Regions from separate parts of the Sus scrofa genome. Here region 2 is linked to region 1. A link is a contact called in public HiChIP or PLAC-seq data. All regions are on one chromosome and are shown on one strand. Each heading gives the region's core, a stretch centred on a gene start, on an enhancer-like site or on the middle of the called end of the contact. The rest is flanking DNA. Distances are from core to core; before and after follow the strand shown.

Region 1 (5,993 bases), core at 1,242-3,741:
AGACATTCTGTCCACTCAATTGCTAATGCCTTCAAGGCCTCTCCCCTAAGATACTTTACATGGTCCACAAACTCACCATGGCAAAAACTAAAATCGCAGGAGTTCCCTTCGTGGCTAAGCAGTTAACAAATCCGACTAGGATCCATGAAGATGCGGGTTCAATCCTTGGTTTGAGCCTTGTTCAATGGGTTAAGGAAGGATCTGGGGCTGCTCTGAGTTGTGGTGTAGGTTGCAGACGCAGCTCAGATCCTGAATTGCTGTAGCTGTGGTTTGGGCCGATAGCTGTAGCTCCAACTCCACCCTTGGCCTGGGAACGTCCATATGCCACAAGTATGGCCCTAAAAACCAAAAACCAAAACAAACAAAAAACCCCTAAAATCACCATTCAATTCACTGTCTCATTTAAACTTGTCTCCTATTTGCATGTTTCCCACTTAACTTCCCGACATTCCAACCTTTCTTTAACCTAACCCAGACATTTGGAAGTCATATAGGCCTTTCCCTCTAAAACTCAGTCAACTGCCAAATCATATGATGTATCTCTTTAACATTCCTTAAGACAGTCTTCTCTAAAGGAACTACTTTACAAGTTCAGGACCTCACCATCCTTGCCTGGACTACTGTACAGTGTCTTATCTGGTGTCCCTGAGTTATGTCTAAGCCTGCCTCATCTCCCATGACGGTCATCTTCCACATTGTTACCAAAGTGGTCAATCTAAACTGCAAATCTAGGAGTTCCCATTGTGGCTCAGTGGCTAACGAACCCGACTATCATCCACAAGGACGAGGGTTCAATCCCTGACCTCACTCAGTGGGTTAAGGATCCGGTGTTGCTGTGAGGTATGGTGAAGGTCACAGACGGGCTTGGATCCCGAGTTGCTGTGACTCTGGCATAGGCTGGTGGCTACAGCTCTAATTGGACCCCTAGACTGGGAACCTCCATATGCCGCAGGTGTGGCCCTTTTAAAAAGACCCCTCCCCCAAAAAAAACCCTGCAAATATATAGGTCAAATCTTTCAGTGGCAACCCTTCATACAAAGTAAAATGCATACTTTTTTTTTTTTTTTTAGGGCCACACTTGTAGCATATGTAAGTTCCCAGACTAGGGGTCGAATCGGAGCTGTAGCTGCTGGCCACAGCCACGCCAGATCCAAGCCATGTCTATGACCTACACCACAGCTCATGGCAACACCGGATCCTTAACCCACCGTCAAGGCCAGGGATCAAACCCGAGTCCTCATGGATACCAGCCAGGTTTGTAACCCGCTGAATCCCAATTGGAACTCCCAAAATGCATACTTCTTATCAAGGTAAGTTCTTCTGTGATTTTATTTCAATTCACCTTTCCAGAACCATGCCATTCATCACCCTGAGCTTCACATTCTAATACCCAATTTGTCTTCTCTCATAACAAGCAGTTTCTATATATATCTTCCTCATTGCTTTTGCTCATCCCAGTAGCTCTAACTATAATACCCTGTGCCCTTTTTCCTGTGCCTTTCCTCACTTTCAAGACTCAAATCAGGGAGTTCCTGTCGTGGCTCAGCAGAAACGAATCTGACTAGCATCCATGGGGATGCAGGTTCGATCCCTGGCTTTGCTCAGCGGGTTAAGGATCCAGTGTGTGGTGTAGGTTGCACGCTCGGCTCAGATCCTGCATTGCTGTGGCTGTGGTATAGGCCAGCAACTACAGCTCTGATTCCACCCCTTGCCTGGGAACTTCCATATGCCACTGATGTGGCCCTAAAATGAAACACACACACACACACACACACACACACACACACACAAAACTCAAATCAACCCATCTCCTTCAGGAACCGAGGCAAGAAAATTCTTCTAAAACACAAGGCCAATACATTCTTCCTCTGGACTAGCAACCAGTTTACATAAAGCACAATAGTTTTTGCTTTATGTTAAATTATTTTTACACGTTATTTTCCCTATAAAAATGAAAACTCTTTGAGAGCTGGAATTGTGTTATTCACATTTGTATGCCAACCATACTACAATGCCTGGTCTAACACAAATGCCCACTTCAATAATTATCAAAATGAACTCCAGGGGAAAAGGGCAAGACTTAGACTGGAACTTAGATCCCGGCACTCTTCCGATTCTGGGTGGGAGCATTCTCAAGACAGTAAGTCGGGAGAAAAAGAGAACTCTTATGAATACCCTGAGCAGGACTTCAACTTTCAGAAGGAACTCTCTTTCAGATTATCCCATCACGGCGCCAGCCCAGAGCAGGGGAGATATGCACTCAGGTGAACACCTGGGTCCACAGCTGGTCTTTGCTGTAGTTTCGGCAGGAGCCAGAACAGCCAAAGGAGAAGGGATCCCCTGCTCCAGAGATCTCATCGCCCAGTAGACGAATCCTCACCGCATCCTTTCCCCGGCAGGAGACTGCTCTAAGAACCTCCGGCTGCCCAGATCCCTCACCTCCTCCTCCTCGGGCACCGCAAAGAACACTGAGCCTCCAGAGAGTCGCCATGTCTTTCCTGAAGGCTCAAGGTCATCCCGCAACCCGGAAGCAGTCACACGACAACATCCACCCAGTGACGACAAAAGAAAACGACCAAAGAAAAGAAAAGCGCCGATGAACCGGAAGTCGGGGGTCGGCACGCGCCCGCTGCACCGGCGCACACAGATCCGACGAAAGGTCGCGAGGCTGACGCGGAAGATGGCGGAGCTGGGTGAGGCGGACGAGGCCGAGTTGCAGCGCCTGGTGGCGGCCGAACAGCAGAAGGCGCAGTTCACTGCACAGGTTTGGGGACGGGAACCAGTGTGAGAAGGAAGGCGGGTCAGGTCAGGTCCCCGGCACCCGCGGAGTTCCGAACGCTGGCGGCGCGAAGCGGCCGCCCGAGGCTCCGTCCTTGCAGCGCCGGGTTTCCTTCACCAAAGTAACGAGTCAATCCTGCCACTGGTGACCCATAGTGTTCAGTTGCCCGCTAAGCACACCTAGCGTGGGGGGAAGAAAATTTCCGGCGAGGCAAGTACACGGGAGCTTAGTTTGGACGCGGTCTATCTAGGCTGGCATTCGGAAGATTCGGGTTATAATCCTGTCTGCTCTTTACAGGGCCCGTGCCCGTAGACAAAACACTCATCCACCGTAGGACTTGATTTCGCAGTCGCCGGCTGCCTCACTGTTGATGGTGAGGCTCATATGCCGTAATGAATTTGAAAACGAAGCAGTAGAGAATTATTAGAAAAAGGTGGGCTCTGAAGTCGTCACTCTAGACTATTTAGAACCAGAGCTTTGTAGCCCCTTAGGCATGTTTCAGACCCTGGCGTGGTCCTTTACTGGCTGCATGGCTTTGGTTCAGTTAGTTAACCGCGCCTCTTAAATGGAGGTGAAAGTCGTCTTTTAGGACCGCAGAAGGGATTGACTGAATGTTTAGTTCCCAGCCTCCCAAAATAGTTAAATGGCCCTCTGTAAATTGTTATTCCTCTTTTTGGGGAGGAGTGGGGTGGTGGGAAGGGGAGGGTTCACGGTAGTAGTGAGAACCCTCGTTAGAAATCTCTGGCTCCTGGCTGTCCCTGGTGGCCTAGCGGTTAGGGATTCGGTTGTGACTCGGGTTCGATTCCTGGCCCAGGAGAGCTTCCGTATGTCGCAGGAGTGGCAAAAAAAGTCTGGGTCGTGAACATTGTGAACATGCACACATGTTCTGTGCCTGTTTGTGCATTTTTCCGTAGATTAGATCCATAACCTTTATCGGATTCTCAAATATGTCCATGAGCCCCCACCCCACCTCCACGTAAAAAAAAAAAAAAAAATAGTAACTACTAGAAATAGTTTTGGAATGAGATAGGTGCAGTGGTTTGGGAGAGTTAATTGGTTCCATACTTCACCATTTTTCACTGGGGCTAGTTTAAGAATATAAAAGGTGGAGTTCCTATAGTGGCTCAGTGGTTAATGAATCCGACTAGGAACCATGAGGTTGCGGGTTCTATCCCTGGCCTTGCTCAGTGGGTTGAGGATCTGGCGTGGCCATGAGCTGTGATGTAGGTTGCAGACATGGCTCAGATGCCATGTTGTTGTGGCTCTGGTGTAGGCTGGCAGCTACAGCTCCAATTAGACCCCTAGCCTGGGAACGTCCATGTGCCACGGGTTCAGCCCTAAAAAAGACCACCCTAAAATTTTAAAGACGTATATATATAAAAGATATTGATCCTGCCTGAAATTTTGCAAATGGGGACTGGATACAATTAGAAAATTTAAAAAATCTTTAGGGAGGGCATTCCGGCAGTATGAAGAGTAATGTTGAGTATGTGTGTGGACCCCCATCAGTATGGAGTGGGGTTAAATAATATGCCCTGAGTGGCTGACAGAAATTGATGCATTTGGCCAATACTGGAGTGACTTAATGGAAAATACTTCTTTAATTACCAAGGAGGAGAAAAATAGAAAAGGAGAGGGTAAAAGGATTGTTGCAATGTAGGGATGAGGATCTGGACCATACTGGTGACAAATTAGGAAGTGAGGAAAGAAAGAATGATTTAATCGGGTGACAGAAGATGAAATTAGAAAATTAGCAGTTTGGCCTGTCTGCAGACCCCAGTGGTTACTGTTATTCTTTCTTCTTAGGTGCATCACTTCATGGAGCTATGTTGGGATAAATGTGTGGAGAAGCCGGGGAATCGCCTAGACTCTCGCACTGAAAATTGTCTCTCTAGCTGCGTGGACCGCTTCATTGACACCACTCTTGCTATCACCAGTCGGTTTGCCCAGATTGTACAGAAAGGAGGGCAGTAGGCCATCCCCTGAGAGAATGACAGAAGCAGCAAAGGACTTATTTTTAAGCAGATTGAAGAACCAGTGGGGAAAGACTGTCAACCTTTTGTCAACTTCAGGCTATTACCAAGCCTGTTGGTGCTAAAAAGTAACAGATCGAATGTTCAAAAAGTGAGATTTATTTATTTGGAATTCAGAAATTCCACCTTGTATCACAACAAGTTATTCAATAAATGTGAGTTCTCCAACTTTTTTTTTTTAATCTCATTTTAGGATTTAATACATAGATCTGATTGGCAGGAACACTAGAAATAACTATGTTCCAAGGCCAGTAGTGCAAATGGGAGAGCTTACGTTTTGAAGAGCCACCCTAAGCCATATTTAAGGGGACTAGAAGAACCATCAAATCCTTAGCCTAAGGAAAGGAAGAAAATATGGGGTTGAGAAAGGTGAGGAACAGAAAACAGCTTTATTGCTTATACATGACCAAGAAAAGGTAAATGGGGGCGGGGGAGGGGCAAAAAACAGACAAGATGTGTATTCACTGGGAAAGAGGCCTGCTAGTGTGAGAGGAAGGGAAGGTCAAGACCCAACAACCAACTTCCAAGAGATGCCTTTGTTCTACTGGCCCATCTTCCTGAGTCTGTGCAGAGAATCACTACTTTTATAGCACAGAAACCATGCTAAAAAACAAAACCCATGCTGAAAACTCCTTTCCACAAAGATCTCACTTGCTCTAATAACAAAACAATTGCTTCAGGTTTAAGAGGTAGTAATTACAGACTGTTCTTCCCTCCTTGAGCCCCTGCTAATCCCAAAAATATAACACCATAGAATATCAACAATTGAGTATTGATTACTGAAGTATTAATGTTTCAAATAAATATCCCAAAAGGTAGCACCTGCTTATAATCAAGGGGGTAGGGAACCTCTGGCCAACCATGTATTTTATGACTAAGTATTTTATTAGAAATCTGTTCTGTAAAGAGAATAAATTTAATAGTTCAGAACTACAAAATATCATTTCATGAAATGCTATCAGTTATATTCTGTTGCTGGTGTCTTACCCTATCATGCTAACATCAAGTATTTGTCTATTACTCATGGGGAAGGTCAGGGAGGTTGACTTACCTTCAGACCTCATAACCAACCAATGAGTGGCAGAACCAAGAACAAAAAGTCTACTGTTTTTAAACTTTGAAACTCCTCCCATGAAGTGATAACCAGGAAAAAACAATGTTACTTGATACTCCATTATGAA
Region 2 (5,276 bases), core at 2,595-5,094, 130 kb before region 1:
TTGTGGGAGAGGAAAGGCCTGAAATGGCAGCAGCTCACCATAACACAAAGACCAACACTGAAGCAATACAGATTTGAACAGAATTTTTCAACACAGAATCCATCACGTTGGCTGAAAGAGGCCCCATCAATCTGCACAAACCACACAGATATTTTCAGCACGTACCTCTCCATGTACTGTCACCACAACTATGGGGAAGAAAACAAAATACCAAAAAAGCAGCATGACTTTCAACAGATTAACATCCAGACACAGTTAGCAACATAAATTATTAGTTCTCTACCCTAGTCTTATTTTCCCCCAGAACATCTGTTCTTTTAGTTAAGGTCTTTTTAGCAACTAAAGCAAGACTTGACCAATGCAGAGGAACTTAGTAGAGCTTAGCTAAGGCCAAAAAGGGTATAAATTCCACTAATGATGTTGACACACTCGGTAGGTATCTCCACTAGGAGGATCAATACGCTGCTTGATCACTGCCCATAAAAGTAGAAAATGTACAAGAAGAAACCCAGCTACAATTCTGGGCAGTACCTTTCTGAGCAAAAAAAACTACTACTGGGCCAAAAACTTATCCCTTTACTCATGCGAATATAAACATAGTTTACAGTCATGACCTATAAATTAACAAGTACTTGTATGAAGCTTTTGAAAATCCTGAGAATTCCCACCGTGACTCAGTGAGGTTACGAACCTGACCAGTATCCATGATGATTCGGGTTTGATTCCTGGCCTTGCTCAATGGATTAAGGATCTGGCATTGCCATGAGCTGCAGTGTAGGTCACAGATGCGGCTCAGATCGGCACTGCTGTGGTGTAGGCTGGCAGGTGCCGCTCCAATTTGACCCCTAGCCTGGGAATTTCCATATAGCACAGGTGTGGCCCTAAAAAGCAAAAGGAAGGAAGGAAGGAGGGAGGGAGGACAGTCTTGACAATCAGAGTCCTTCACATTTTTTTTCAGCTCAATACAAACCATCAGGTATTAAGTGGTAAGTGAGCAAACTAAGAATGAGAGATATAAGTAAGAGGCAGTAACTAAACTAGAAATCCCAATCTAGCATCTTTTCTGGTCTTTTTACTCCATCATACATACGCTATGATACTTTATAGTTAATACAGCTGGTTTTTGAGACATCATCTGTATCTCAAATAATAAGTGTCTTGTCCTTGCAAAAATTAATTACTTTCTTGGAAAAATAATCTCTGCTGGCAAAGTTTTAGACCCTAACCCATTTTTCTAGCATACGGCATGTCCTGGGCCAATATTCCCCTTCTTCAGTCATTATTTACTCAAAGAATAAAATCTAATCTTAACACTGGCTCAGTAATACCCAATTAGAAGGAAATACAGTGCTAAAAGAATGTCATGTACTCTACGGCCAAGGAAAAAATTATTTAAACCATTCATTGTTTTGAACTACCTATAACAGCAGGCAGTTGCAAAGTAAAACTCAAGATATACCTAACCAAGGCAACAGATCTTTTCATTTTGTTCTTCCATTTCCTTACTCATTCAAGGCTCAAAGTGTTCATGGTTTGTCTCTAAGGTTTCTTAGTAAGACTACATTTGCTAAACACTCTTTCATCATTGTTGAAAATTTCACCCGTTTTTCTCTCACCTTTATAATTGTGCCCATGGCCATTTGGATTGTTGCATTTCCCAAAGAGTTTCAAGTTTTCTTCATTACTGAGAGATTTGCTAATTTAAAAAAAAAAAAAGTCAACATGACACATTTCAGACACCTTCTCTGTTCTCTACACTTATCGTCTGCTCTAGCCTTTGAAAATTTTCACAATTTATTATTCTTTAGCTCACCAAATGGAGAGTTACAATTTGACTTGATTACTTAATTTTATGTCAGGAACCAGAGTATGTCCCCTAATTAGACTACTATACCATACAAATTAGCAAAAATAAATTCAACATCCTTGATCCACAGCAAGATTTCAATAACTAATCTGCTCAAGGCCCTTGCATTTTTCGACTCAACATTTACTATATTACTAGGCACCGACTGAATGAAGCAAAAGCACATGGTAATTATTTAAAAAAAAAAAAAAAAAGTTTGTTTTCAACTGGCTTAAAATCTCATTCCTCCCAAAAAACAATCTCTGACCTTTCCTTTAAAACGTTTTTATTATCCCTCAACTATTGCCTAATATTGATAACTTCACCTGTACATTGAGGAGTATTCGAGTTAGGTGAAACTTTAAAATTACAATACTCATGGAGGAGTTCCCATCGTGGCTCAGGGAAATGAATCTGACTAGCATCCATGAGGACACAGGTTCAATCCCTGGCCTAGGGCTCAGTGGGTTAAGGATGTGGCAGTGCCATGAGCTGTGCTGTAGGTTGAGATGCGGCTCAGATCTGGCATTGCTGTGGCTGTGGTGTAGGCCAGCAGCTACGGCTCTGATTTGACCCCTAGGCCTGGGAACCTCCAAATGCCACAGGTGTGGCCCTAAAGACAAAAATAATAATAATAAAAATAAAATAAAATTACGATACTCAGCGTATGTTCTAAACAGAGAACAATTTTCTCAACGGATTTTTATATTTATACCTGTCCAATCAACAGTGCATCTGCAAGGAGGCTCTACAACCCTCACATGTTTGAGCTTCCTATTAAATAACCCCTTTCTCTGTGAGACACTATTACTTTCCTCATTCTCTCCTGCTCACCCACTTCTTACATTCCACGTGCCACAATTCACAAAGCTTCTGCACAAAATTACCTCACTCTACCCTCCAAAAAATTGGCCAGTTTGTACATTCCAGAAGTAAGGCTAAGACAGGTCTTGATCACTGCTGCATGCCTGTTACCTAGCCCAAGACCTGACAAAAAATACCTGTCCTGTGAATGAATGCATCAATCCTCTTAGGTAGAAATTATTATCCTGGTTTCACAGAGGAGGAAACAGATGCTCAGAGAGTGGAGCCTTCTACTAAGTGGCAAATATCCCCTCAAAATCAACTCTTCAATTCGACCCAGCAGTCTGAGTACTCTGGGTTCAATCCCAACTGTGCTGCTTGCCAATGCTCCTGACATAACAGCAGCTAACATGAACTGAGTGTTTACGATGTGCCGGGTACCGCGTAACGTGGGCGAGCTCAACTCCTTTGAAGGTCACAGCGACCCTCTAAGCTAAATTAGAGCAATCCGAGGGACCAAGAAGTACGTTCAGGTCGCAGAGCCAGCGAGAGGACCCTCCGGGCTGCGTACCCTGGGCCGTCGCCCTCCGCAGTCACTGCACAGCCCCTCTGGAGCCTGGTCAACTCGCTATCACGGCTCTTAGGTGGTCGACGAGGCCCGGCGGCCCTAAGAAGGCACCCAGCGCCCCCGCCCCGCCGCGCGCCCCCGCCCCGCCGCGCGCCCCCGCCCCGCCGCGCGCCCCCGCCCCCGCCGCGCGCCCCCCCGCCCCGCCGCCGCGCGCCCCCGCCCCGCCGCGCGCCCCGCCTATTCAACGTAGGGTACCCCGGCCGACCCCCGACGTCCGGGCGCCAGGCCCTCCTAGGCCCAGGCCTCGAAGGCCCCGCCCTCGCTACTCTCACCGTGGGCACACCCACCTGTGGAGCCGATGGGACGCGCTGAAGGACGCGAGGCGGGACACTCGCGCCCGCCGGTGGGGGCCTGAGTCAGCGTCGCTCCTCATTCCGCCCGCGAGGCAAGGCCGAGCCTCCTGCCCCGGGGCCGCCGCCTGCCTGGGGGAATGGGCGGGGCCTCCCTCCGCGGCTGCGCAGTGCGGCAGGCGCCCCGGAAGCGCCCTGCGGCTGAGCTCCCTCTGCCGGCTTGGAGGCCGCACCGGGCTTTCCGTTATCTCGGGAGAGCAAGAGCTCACAGAGCTGGGCGTGCCTTAGAGTAGATGGGGTCTGGTGGCCTTCATTTTTCTGTCCGCTAAACCTGAGGCCACGTCGTGCAGTTAGGGTGCGCGTGGGCCTACTTTGAATCAGGGAGGGACTTCATTGAGCCGCCCTTCCCACTCGCTTCTGGAAAGCCCAGGGTTACGGTGTAAACCTCCAGTGGCAGGATGAGATGAGTCCCAGGACCAGTCTACTTATAGCTTAAAAGGCGGAGAAATTTGAGGGCACGTGTAGGACCACGTGGTCTTCAGAACCGATATTACCTTTGGACTGTTTGGAACAAAGGGGAGTTCTCAAGCTGTCCTTATCGTCCACATTCCTGCATGGACCCATTTATCACTTGGTTGCCACAGTGTAAGCACATGCACCCATGAACATACACACATTAGCAATTTTCTGTTCACCGCAGACACCTCGGAGTGATAGGATCTTGTTTCCTCACATCTACTCCTAAGGAGTGATCAAACTACTTAGAGTTGCCAGCATGCACCATGTCATCTCTTGCCTCCCTTCATCCTTTCATTAGTTACCGAGTGTGTACTATGTTGCTGGCATGTTCCAGGCACTGGAAATAGATAAAATCATGGGCATGGCAGAAATATAAGCCCCAATGATTTCTCTCAAATGTCTCCTGTCTCCAGCTATATATGTTGTTCATTCTGCATTATCGTTATTATTAATATGTTATGTAGCAAATATTCCTCACACATTTTCAAGTTTTTTCTCCTCTCCTCCACTGGACTGTAAAAGAACTTTGAATAATTATAAACCAGAGTTTTGTTTTGTTTTGTTTTTTGTCTTTTGTCCTTTTTTTAGGGCCGCACCTGCGGCACATGGAGGTTCCCAGGCTAGGGGTCTAATCAGAGCTGTTGCCAAGGGCCTATGCCACAGCCACAGCAACACAGCATCCAAGCCATATCTATGGCCTACACCACAGTTCACGGCAATGCCAGATCCTTAACCCATTGAGGGAGGCCAGGGATCGAACCGCAACCTCATGGTTCCTAGTCAGATTCATTTCCGCTGTGCCACGATGGGAACTCCAAACCAGAGATTTTTGAGGTAGAGACCCAAAATCTAACTCAGTCCTCTCACAGATAAGAAAATACAGGCCTACTATAAATGAATTACTTACCCAAGATCACTTATAATGTAAACAGTGTTCCCCCAGGCACTGACTACATCATAGATACTCTAACGATTACACAAATGCCTCACTTGTTTCAAAAACGATTTAAAGAATCAAAATAAAATTTTAAAAGGGTATAATTTTGGAGAAATTGCTGTTTGCTTTAATAAAAATCATTGCATTTGCAGAATTTTTGCTCTATTTTATTAAAGTCGATTCTATATAAAGGCACTCACCAAATTTACCCTCAGTCACACTGCTACAGATTGAATTGTACCCCCCCCCCAG

Evidence for each region. HiChIP or PLAC-seq counts read pairs in DNA pulled down with a chosen protein or histone mark.
Region 2: an H3K27ac HiChIP or PLAC-seq map of alveolar macrophages shows a contact between it and region 1. The contact joins the promoter of PTS here to the promoter of SDHD in region 1. A contact is called at or near these places in 2 of 5 promoter capture datasets (fetal liver and liver), 9 of 47 Hi-C or Micro-C datasets (blood, embryonic fibroblasts, fetal skeletal muscle and 3 more) and 1 of 2 datasets of contacts at active chromatin or transcription factors (alveolar macrophages).

What each region holds. Positions count from the first base shown.
Region 1 is chr9:39,787,152-39,793,144 of Sscrofa11.1, reverse strand. SDHD (succinate dehydrogenase complex subunit D) reads right to left here and starts at 2,491. Exons shown (of 6, transcript NM_001097516.1): 1 at 2,440-2,491. The coding sequence starts at 2,491. TIMM8B (mitochondrial import inner membrane translocase subunit Tim8 B) reads left to right here and starts at 2,582. Exons shown (of 2, transcript XM_003129849.5): 1 at 2,582-2,764; 2 at 4,586-4,981. The coding sequence starts at 2,597. The coding sequence ends at 4,753. It overlaps C9H11orf57, which reads right to left. Exons shown (of 6, transcript XM_021062781.1): 6 at 5,183-5,993.
Region 2 is chr9:39,918,725-39,924,000 of Sscrofa11.1, reverse strand. It overlaps PTS (6-pyruvoyl tetrahydrobiopterin synthase), which reads right to left and starts at 3,844. Exons shown (of 6, transcript XM_005667339.3): 1 at 3,566-3,844; 2 at 1,617-1,696; 3 at 166-188. The coding sequence starts at 3,651.